Linked DNA regions of Hordeum vulgare: region 2 is linked to region 1. Evidence: chromatin contacts called from public Hi-C data. All regions are on one chromosome and are shown on one strand. The core of a region is the stretch at or near the end of the contact, and the rest is flanking DNA. Distances in the headings are between cores, read along the strand shown. Region 1 holds the start of LOC123401130 (serine/threonine-protein kinase AFC1-like). Region 2 holds the start of LOC123402966.

Region 1 (3,879 bases), core at 427-2,926:
ACACGCAGAAAACAGTAGCAACAAAATGACACGATCAACATGCTACGTCTATTAGTTTGGGTCTAGTCCATCACGTGATTCTCCCAATGACGTGATCCAGTTATCAAGCAACAACACCTTGTTCATAATCAGAAGACACTGACTATCATTGACCAACTGGCTAGCCAACTAGAGGCATGCTAGGGACAGTGTTTTGTCTATGTATCCACACATGTAAATGAGTCTTCATTCAATACAATTATAGCATGGATAATAAACTATTATCTTGATACAGGAATTATAATAATAACTATATTTATTATTGCCTCTAGGGCATAATTCCAACAATATGTAGTGAATAGTATATAATTATGAGTATAAGTACAAGATTATCAAGAACGGGATGGTGCACACGAACATAGTTGCCAAATCTAACCTAACCAACAAATATCATCTTGAGGTATACACCTGAGAGGTTAGAACGAAAAGATGAAAGATTCATTACCCTATGTTTTGTCGACCACACGACCCTAGTTACCTGACCTCGGAAAAGTAGCCACAACATGCATGCTAGCTTCACCATATAGCTCCGTTGAGAATATGCGAACACACTCGTACCAGACCGCTCCTGAAACTTCTTCAATATGATGCACCACACATGTGTTTGTGATGTCGTCTCAAAATGAGGCCTTCAGGACGATGCAAATGGATGCATAGAGCGCAACAATTTCACCCCAAAATGAAGCCATCCAAGATGATCCAAAGGGGCGATAAGATAAGAGAGATTAATGCATGGACAAGAGGAAACACTTTAGCCGTTTTGGTGATCGCGACTCAAAAGGTAAAGCTGCGTTTTTCATCTTGATGTTTAAACTTTTTTTTTGTTACCCTTAGTTTCAATCATCAAAGGTATGTTCCAAAATGAAGCCATCCAAGATGATCCAAATGGGCGATAAGAGAGATTAATGCATGGACAAGAGGGAACACTTTAGCCGTTTTGGTGATCGCGACTCAAAAGGGAAAGTTGCGTCTTTCATCTTGATGTTTAAACTAATTTTTTTTGTTACCCGTAGTTTCAATCATCAAAGGTATGTGGTACTTTACATATCAGCCACCACACAACTCAGTCAATACATAAAGAGCTCGACACTAGTCATTATGGTAGACCCCCAATGGCAATCGGTGATGTACCAAGGTTACAACTCACGATATACAATGACACACCCATGCCAAAAAGCTATTTTCCTCCCGATCCAAACTGGATACCATTGCTCGTTTGATATTTGCTATAAATATTTCAAAAGAAGGCAAACTTTGTGATAGCCACATATAAGCCATGTTATCATCATGAACACCTAATCATTGATTGCAAGATCTGAAAAACTATCATGCGCCATGACAGATGATTCGCTAATCTGAAAAGAACATGTCTATGCAGTGTGTTCATCGAAAGCTGAAACCATTTCCCATCCAACTGCCGCTGGGAAGACAGCTTGGATTCGAAACATTTTGACGCGAAATCACAGAAGCACCTCACAAACGAGTCCAACGGGCCAAGATATTTTTACGACGAGTAGCAGAGGAAAGAGAGGCGCCGATCAGCCCACAGGCCACAGGGAAGAATATCCAACGGACCAAACGCGCTTCTTCGGCGCGACGGAGCCTAAAAACGAGCTTAACCATAGTTAGTTAGCCATACCTTCCCCGCACGATACAGACCAAACCAGGGTTCCGCGTACGCCCAACGGCGAAACCAAACCACTATCATCCTCTTCCTCGAGCTCCCCCCCCCCCCCCCCCCCCTCCATTCCCCTCGCACGGGATTCCCCAGATCGACGCCCGATTCCTCCCCTGCGCGCCGGAATCCCCCGCCGAATTGGCCCCGCCCATGGTGTAATTGACTGCCCCGAGCCCGCTGGCGATGGAGGCGCAGTGGCTCCCCGAGTACCCGCACCAGGCCGCCGACAACCGGCCGCGCAAGCGGCCCCGCCTCGCCTGGGATGCCGCGCCGCAGCTCTTCCCGCCTCCCAAGGTATCGTGCTCCCCGTTCCCGCCTCGATCCGCTTCGGAGCGCCTTGTTAGGTGTTGGTTTTTGGGCTAGATCCAGTCCTGGTTTCGCCACGTTTGGGCGGGACGGCTCGATCCAGGCGCGGGGGCTGGTGGTATGGTGGCTCTGCCACGTGGTTGTTGCGGATAATCGGTGGGATTCTGCGAATTAGTGGAATAAGCTGAGAACAAGTTGGTGGTGCGTAGACAAATTTTGGATAGAAAGTGGGGATGGAGGACTGCGCAACCTCTGTGTTGCACAATTTATGGGGCTGGCAGATAAAACCTGTTAATAATTATCGTATAACCGTCGATTAACAAATGTCCCACCTTTTGGAAGAACTCGTAAGCGTTGCTCGATGAGCTGCTCTACTGGACAGTGAATTTAAAGAATGCCAGGCGGTGTGTGGTCATTGTGCTGCAAATCGCCGGGCGGGCATTCGGCCGTTTCTGTTCAATTAAATTCTTCTATGCTCATGATCGGTTGAGTTTTTTGTCGTTACTAAGAATATCACTGCTGGCTTTTGTAGGCAATCCCGATGCTATATTGTGGGCAGGAACTAATCAATGGTAATTTCACTACTGCTTTCCTGCCGCCACCACCAATTTATTATGCTGGACCACCACGGAATCTTTCGCCACCTTGGAGGCCGGATGACAAGGATGGACACTATGTTTTCACACTCGGCGAGAACCTTACGCCAAGATGTACTTTCCCACAGCTCAATCTTTTAGTTATTTATTATTATTATTATTTTTGCTTGAACTGGATACTTGTTTTCTTGACACATTTAACTTCCTTTAGCTGCTTTATTTAGGCGACGTTTCTAGTGGTGAAGTGCCTGCAATATTGAATGTTAATGTTAAATATGGGCATGAGTCTTTCATCTTTGTTATTCTTGCTTTGCATGATTATTTCCCGGTTTATCAGTCATCAAATACTCCCACTAAACCATGCCAATGTTTCTCTGAAACTCTTTTCCTGGCTTGTAGCAAGTTTTCCATGTGCCATGGTCATCTCTTGTAGATATGTGCTAACCGCTCAATAACTTCATGCCTTCTAGCTTTACTTAACATCTCTGTTTCACTGCCTCCAGAAGAGTCAGTTTGAGTTAATTCTAAGCTCTCTCATTGTTTTCCTGTGTGTCAATGCAGATAGGATACTTAGCAAGATGGGCGAAGGTTGGTTTGCTTCTCCTCCCTTTGTCTTTGTTTGGAATGTTTAGTTTTAGAGTGAATACTAGTACATCATAGTAAGACATTGTCTCTCATAAAGTTGAGCCATTATTTACCCAATATCTGCCTTTCTGAACGTTTTACAGGGACCTTTGGGCAAGTTTTGGAATGCTGGGACTTGGAAAACCAAGAATCAGTAGCTATCAAGATTGTGCGTTCCCTGCAGAAATACCGAGAGGCTGCTATGATTGAAATTGACGTGCTTCAGAGACTCGGGAAGCATGATTTTACTGGTAGTCGGTAAGTAATTTACCTTCCTTGATTTACTTCTTAACTCTATGTTGAGTTGATGGGTTTGCATGAATGGTTCTATGCCTGCAGTTGTGTGCAAATACGGAATTGGTTTGACTATCGTAATCATATATGTATAGTAAGTACATATGGATCAAGAAGGTTATACTTATCTTTTATTTTATTGATGGCCTAGAGTTTAATCACGAGTTAATGACCTTTTCAGGTATTTGAGAAGCTTGGGCCAAGCTTATACGACTTCCTACGAAAGAATAGCTACCGTTCATTTCCTATTGATCTTGTTCGGGAGTTTGCCAGACAAATATTAGAGTCTGTTACATGTGAGTATTCGGTTTAATTCTGTAGTTTGCTAAGAAAAAAAATATA
Region 2 (3,879 bases), core at 589-3,088, 130 kb before region 1:
TCTAGCACTGATCTTTGTTTTTAGTCTGAACACTAGCGGTGCTTATCCATCAATTAGTCGTAGGCTTGAGGCCAAACTTCTGGGAAATGAAAGATAATTTTCATATGTTTTGTGCCGTGTAAATCAATGATAACTTTAATGGCTTAGAAATGTTTTGAAATATTAGACCTAAAACAACTGTATAAGGGTCTGGAATGGTTTATATGAACTAAATAAGCTACACCTTGACAGTAATCTAGAAACATAAACAAACGGCAAAGTAAACAACAAGTATAAAACATTAAATAGCTCTCGTGTTTCTTGACCTTCTCTTTTAAATTCGAGTTATCCAGCAAACATTTCTTTGAATATAGGTTTAATACCCATTGCTTTTAATACCCATTTCTAATGAATATAGGTTTAATACCCATTGCATTTAATACCCATTGCTTTGAATATTGCTCAATACCCATTGCTTTGAATATAGGTTTAATCCAGAATGTTTTCCCTTGGCCTTTTCAGCCCCTGAAACCTGCATAGTGCAATGTGGTTACAAATCATCAAATGGTGAAGAATGACACTCAATCAAACTACACGTGGTTTCTTCATATTACACACTACACATAGAAGCAAGCTATCATGTAAATGGCTAAAGTAGTAGATTATCCTCCTTACAATTTGATGGTCTGATGCAAGCTCTCTGGTAGTTTTATGAATCATCTATTTATAGTGACATTACAAACTAGTGTATATGTGTATAGTTATATGCTTACATACACAAGCTATGATGCATGAAACATGACAATAAAAATGCAAAGGCTACCCACAAGAGAAACAATAGACTTTAGTTCATGCTGATCTAAACAATCTTATATTAGTTTACGGAGGGAGTACTTCACACAGATGACTGTTCTTCTCATTCTAGCCCTTTATATTTTTGAACCAAACATCATACCACACACATCACTGAACAAGCAATTCCCTTCCAACAAAAAAAATCCTTTTTAGTTATGACCTCTCACCTTCCTCTCGCATTTAACAATATTTGAGAGCCGCTATTGTTCATCATTGGATGAGCTTGCTTCACCCTATTGTTCTCGCCATATTTTCTGATGTGAATAACACATATTGTTGAACATGACGTTTAAGAGACAATTGTTGAAAAGAAGATGCATACCAAGAAAATTATGTAATGAGTTAAATATAGGGCAGCAACAAAATAAAATCCAAGCAACCATCAGTTTCTAGATCTTTTCACAATTCAAAGTCGCAACAAGATAATAAGAATCTCGGCGGCAACTTTGGTGCAGTAAGCAAATTTAGGCCAGATGAAGGAGACACATTAAAGGGTATAGATGATAAAATCTTACATTTTTCCATGGCGTTGGAGTAATGGCGTCCCGGGAAGGGAAGAAGCAAGCACATACATCACCTGCGTGCATGAGAATAACACATCGGGGAGGAGAGTGGTTGAATCAAAACTAACCAACAGTTCAGGGGAATAGAGGGGCGAAGGGGACCTTCCATGGAAGGAACATCCGGTGTGCAGTTGTGGAGATGGAGACAGGGGTGGTTCAGGCAATGGGATAAGAGGAGCTTGACGACGACGACACTGGTGGATATGGGCGCGCCATGGCTGTCACCTGACCTGCTCTCCTCGAGGTGCATCTCCCTCCCTCTTATCTTGTCTTATCTTTATGCGGCCCTTGGGCTTGGATCGTGGGTAAGCACCACATGCTAGGAGTCATTGGGAGGTGTCATCAGTGGAGGGAGAAGCGGCGGTGCCAAGCAAATCGCCTGACAGGTCAGGAGGCGACGGTGGTGGGAATGTGTGTGGTGTGGGAGAAAGAGAAAGGAGATAAGATGGGGGTGGCGGTTAGGTGGAGAAAGAGATAACATGGGCCAAAATTTAGAGTTTTTGTGTCTCTCGCGCGCAAGCAGTCCCACGTGGCTCGAAATAAGTGGGATAGGTCCAAACTTTCATCGACACTTTTTCTTTCGCGAAGAAACAACGACAAGTAATGTAACAACAAAGAACTTATACCGACACACAATATGTGTGCAAACCAATAATGCATTGCCGGCGGGCATGCCATCAAAAGTCTATAGCAATCTTGACGATTCGTGTGTCGGGGTTGCTTTGGACAGATAATGTGTGAGTAATGTACACTTGTACCAACGGGTGCATGTCGCCATTATGATGTCATGGTGTATTGTGAGCTCCAACATATAAAGGTTGGTACTTTGGAATATTGATGTAGAGATAAATATGAATAAAAGGTCGTTATGAAATACCAACCATATGAATTGTAGTTTTAGTAAAGAGGCAACACCAATCAGTTTGCTAATATTAAATTATATGTGGTCTTTTCTTTTTGTGAATGAAAATATATATGGTCTGGCCATGTATGTGTGGGCAAGGCTATAATATGAGCATGTGCTTTTTGCCTCAACAATCAAGTTTTAATTCCTTTTTCCTATTAAATGTAAGTATGTTTCTAAATATAAGTCTTTTTTAAGATTTACTACGTTGGACAGACTATATACAAAGCAAAATGAGTGAATTTACACTCTAAAATATGTGTATATACATGTGTATGTACTCCATAATGGAATCTTTAAAAAGACTTATATTTAGGAACACGGGGAATATATGTTACAACGTGGTAATGGCTTATGGGATCGGATCAGCCTTCTTTGCTCAGGGGCGTCACGAGTGTTGCACTCCTCCTCGCCCTTGATGGCAATGGTGGATTGACATGAGCGTGGGCATGGGGGTGTCAAGATGGAGAGCGGGTTGTTGGTCGGGGACTCCTCCTTGACGGTTCTTGGGGAATTATAGTGTGAAGGTGAGAAGACTCCATGGTGAAGGTGGGGTGGGCGTCATTGTGTTTTAAAGGAGAGGGATCTAATGAAAAACTAAGCGGGAAGGTGAGGGTCCGATAGAAAAAGAGAAGGGTGTGTCGTGGGGTGGATTTTTGTGTTGGGATCACACGTTGGAGATAAGATTGTGGATAGTTTGGACAACCATATTTCCCTCCACATATGGACTGGATTTGGCGGAGCTCGGACTATCCACACAACTGATTTTTGGAAGCCTATTGGGCGCACCTCTAATGTCGAAACATGTCCGAATGTATGAGAAAAAAATGAGTTTCAAGCTTAAAAACTAACTTAGTCATCTATCTGATTTATTTGCATGCATTGTAGCCCATAGCAACGCACATGTATTCTATTGCTAGTCCTCTTTGTTTACCACCGCATATTGATTTGTAGTATACGATTATTCTAGTACACCATATATATCTTTCTTTGAAGTAAACATGAGCTTTATTCATTAGAATCAACCAAAACATCGTTTATGAGTAACATTACAATTTCATCTAATGGTTCTTCAAACCATTGAGAAATCTAAGAAAATCTTGCTTGTCTAGAGAGCTCATGAGCAACTTTATTTGCTTCTCTATTACAATGTTCGGTTCTAGTAACTACAAAATCACACGCATAATGGAAACAATCATCGAATATTGCCACCGCCGCACCCGCAGATTGTCCTCCATCCTTCATTGTCTCAATGACCTCCATATTGTCCGAGCTAATAATGAGGTGATTGCAACCCGCCCTTTGCACCAGTGTTAGGCCAAATTTGAGCGTCAGTGCTTCAGCCATCAATACATCTGCACAATAGTCAATCTTGCTATTTCCTCCTGCAATAAATCTTAATTTATCATCTCTAAGGACCGCCCCATCATGCCCGTAGCAGATTATGGTCAAAAGAAGCATCCACATTAAGTTTCACAAATCCCCTGGTGGGAGAAGACCATCCCTCCCTTCTCATTGAGGCCTTTAGGGATGATGCACTGCCAAATTTGTTATAAGGGCTAAAATTCCCTTAGAAAC

Evidence for each region. A called contact is a pair of places that touch in the nucleus more often than the background predicts.
Region 2: a contact with region 1 is called in a Hi-C map of seedling, with 4 times the contacts expected there. The contact joins the promoter of LOC123402966 here to the promoter of LOC123401130 in region 1. A contact is called at or near these places in 1 of 6 Hi-C or Micro-C datasets (seedling) and 1 of 1 datasets of contacts at active chromatin or transcription factors (embryo).

What each region holds. Positions count from the first base shown.
Region 1 is chr6H:403,415,001-403,418,879 of MorexV3_pseudomolecules_assembly, reverse strand. It overlaps LOC123401130 (serine/threonine-protein kinase AFC1-like), which reads left to right and starts at 1,676. Exons shown (of 12, transcript XM_045094856.1): 1 at 1,676-2,011; 2 at 2,556-2,733; 3 at 3,181-3,207; 4 at 3,348-3,501; 5 at 3,583-3,631; 6 at 3,719-3,833. The coding sequence starts at 1,901.
Region 2 is chr6H:403,550,020-403,553,898 of MorexV3_pseudomolecules_assembly, reverse strand. LOC123402966 reads right to left here and starts at 1,838. Exons shown (of 4, transcript XR_006611377.1): 1 at 1,350-1,838; 2 at 1,002-1,088; 3 at 449-511.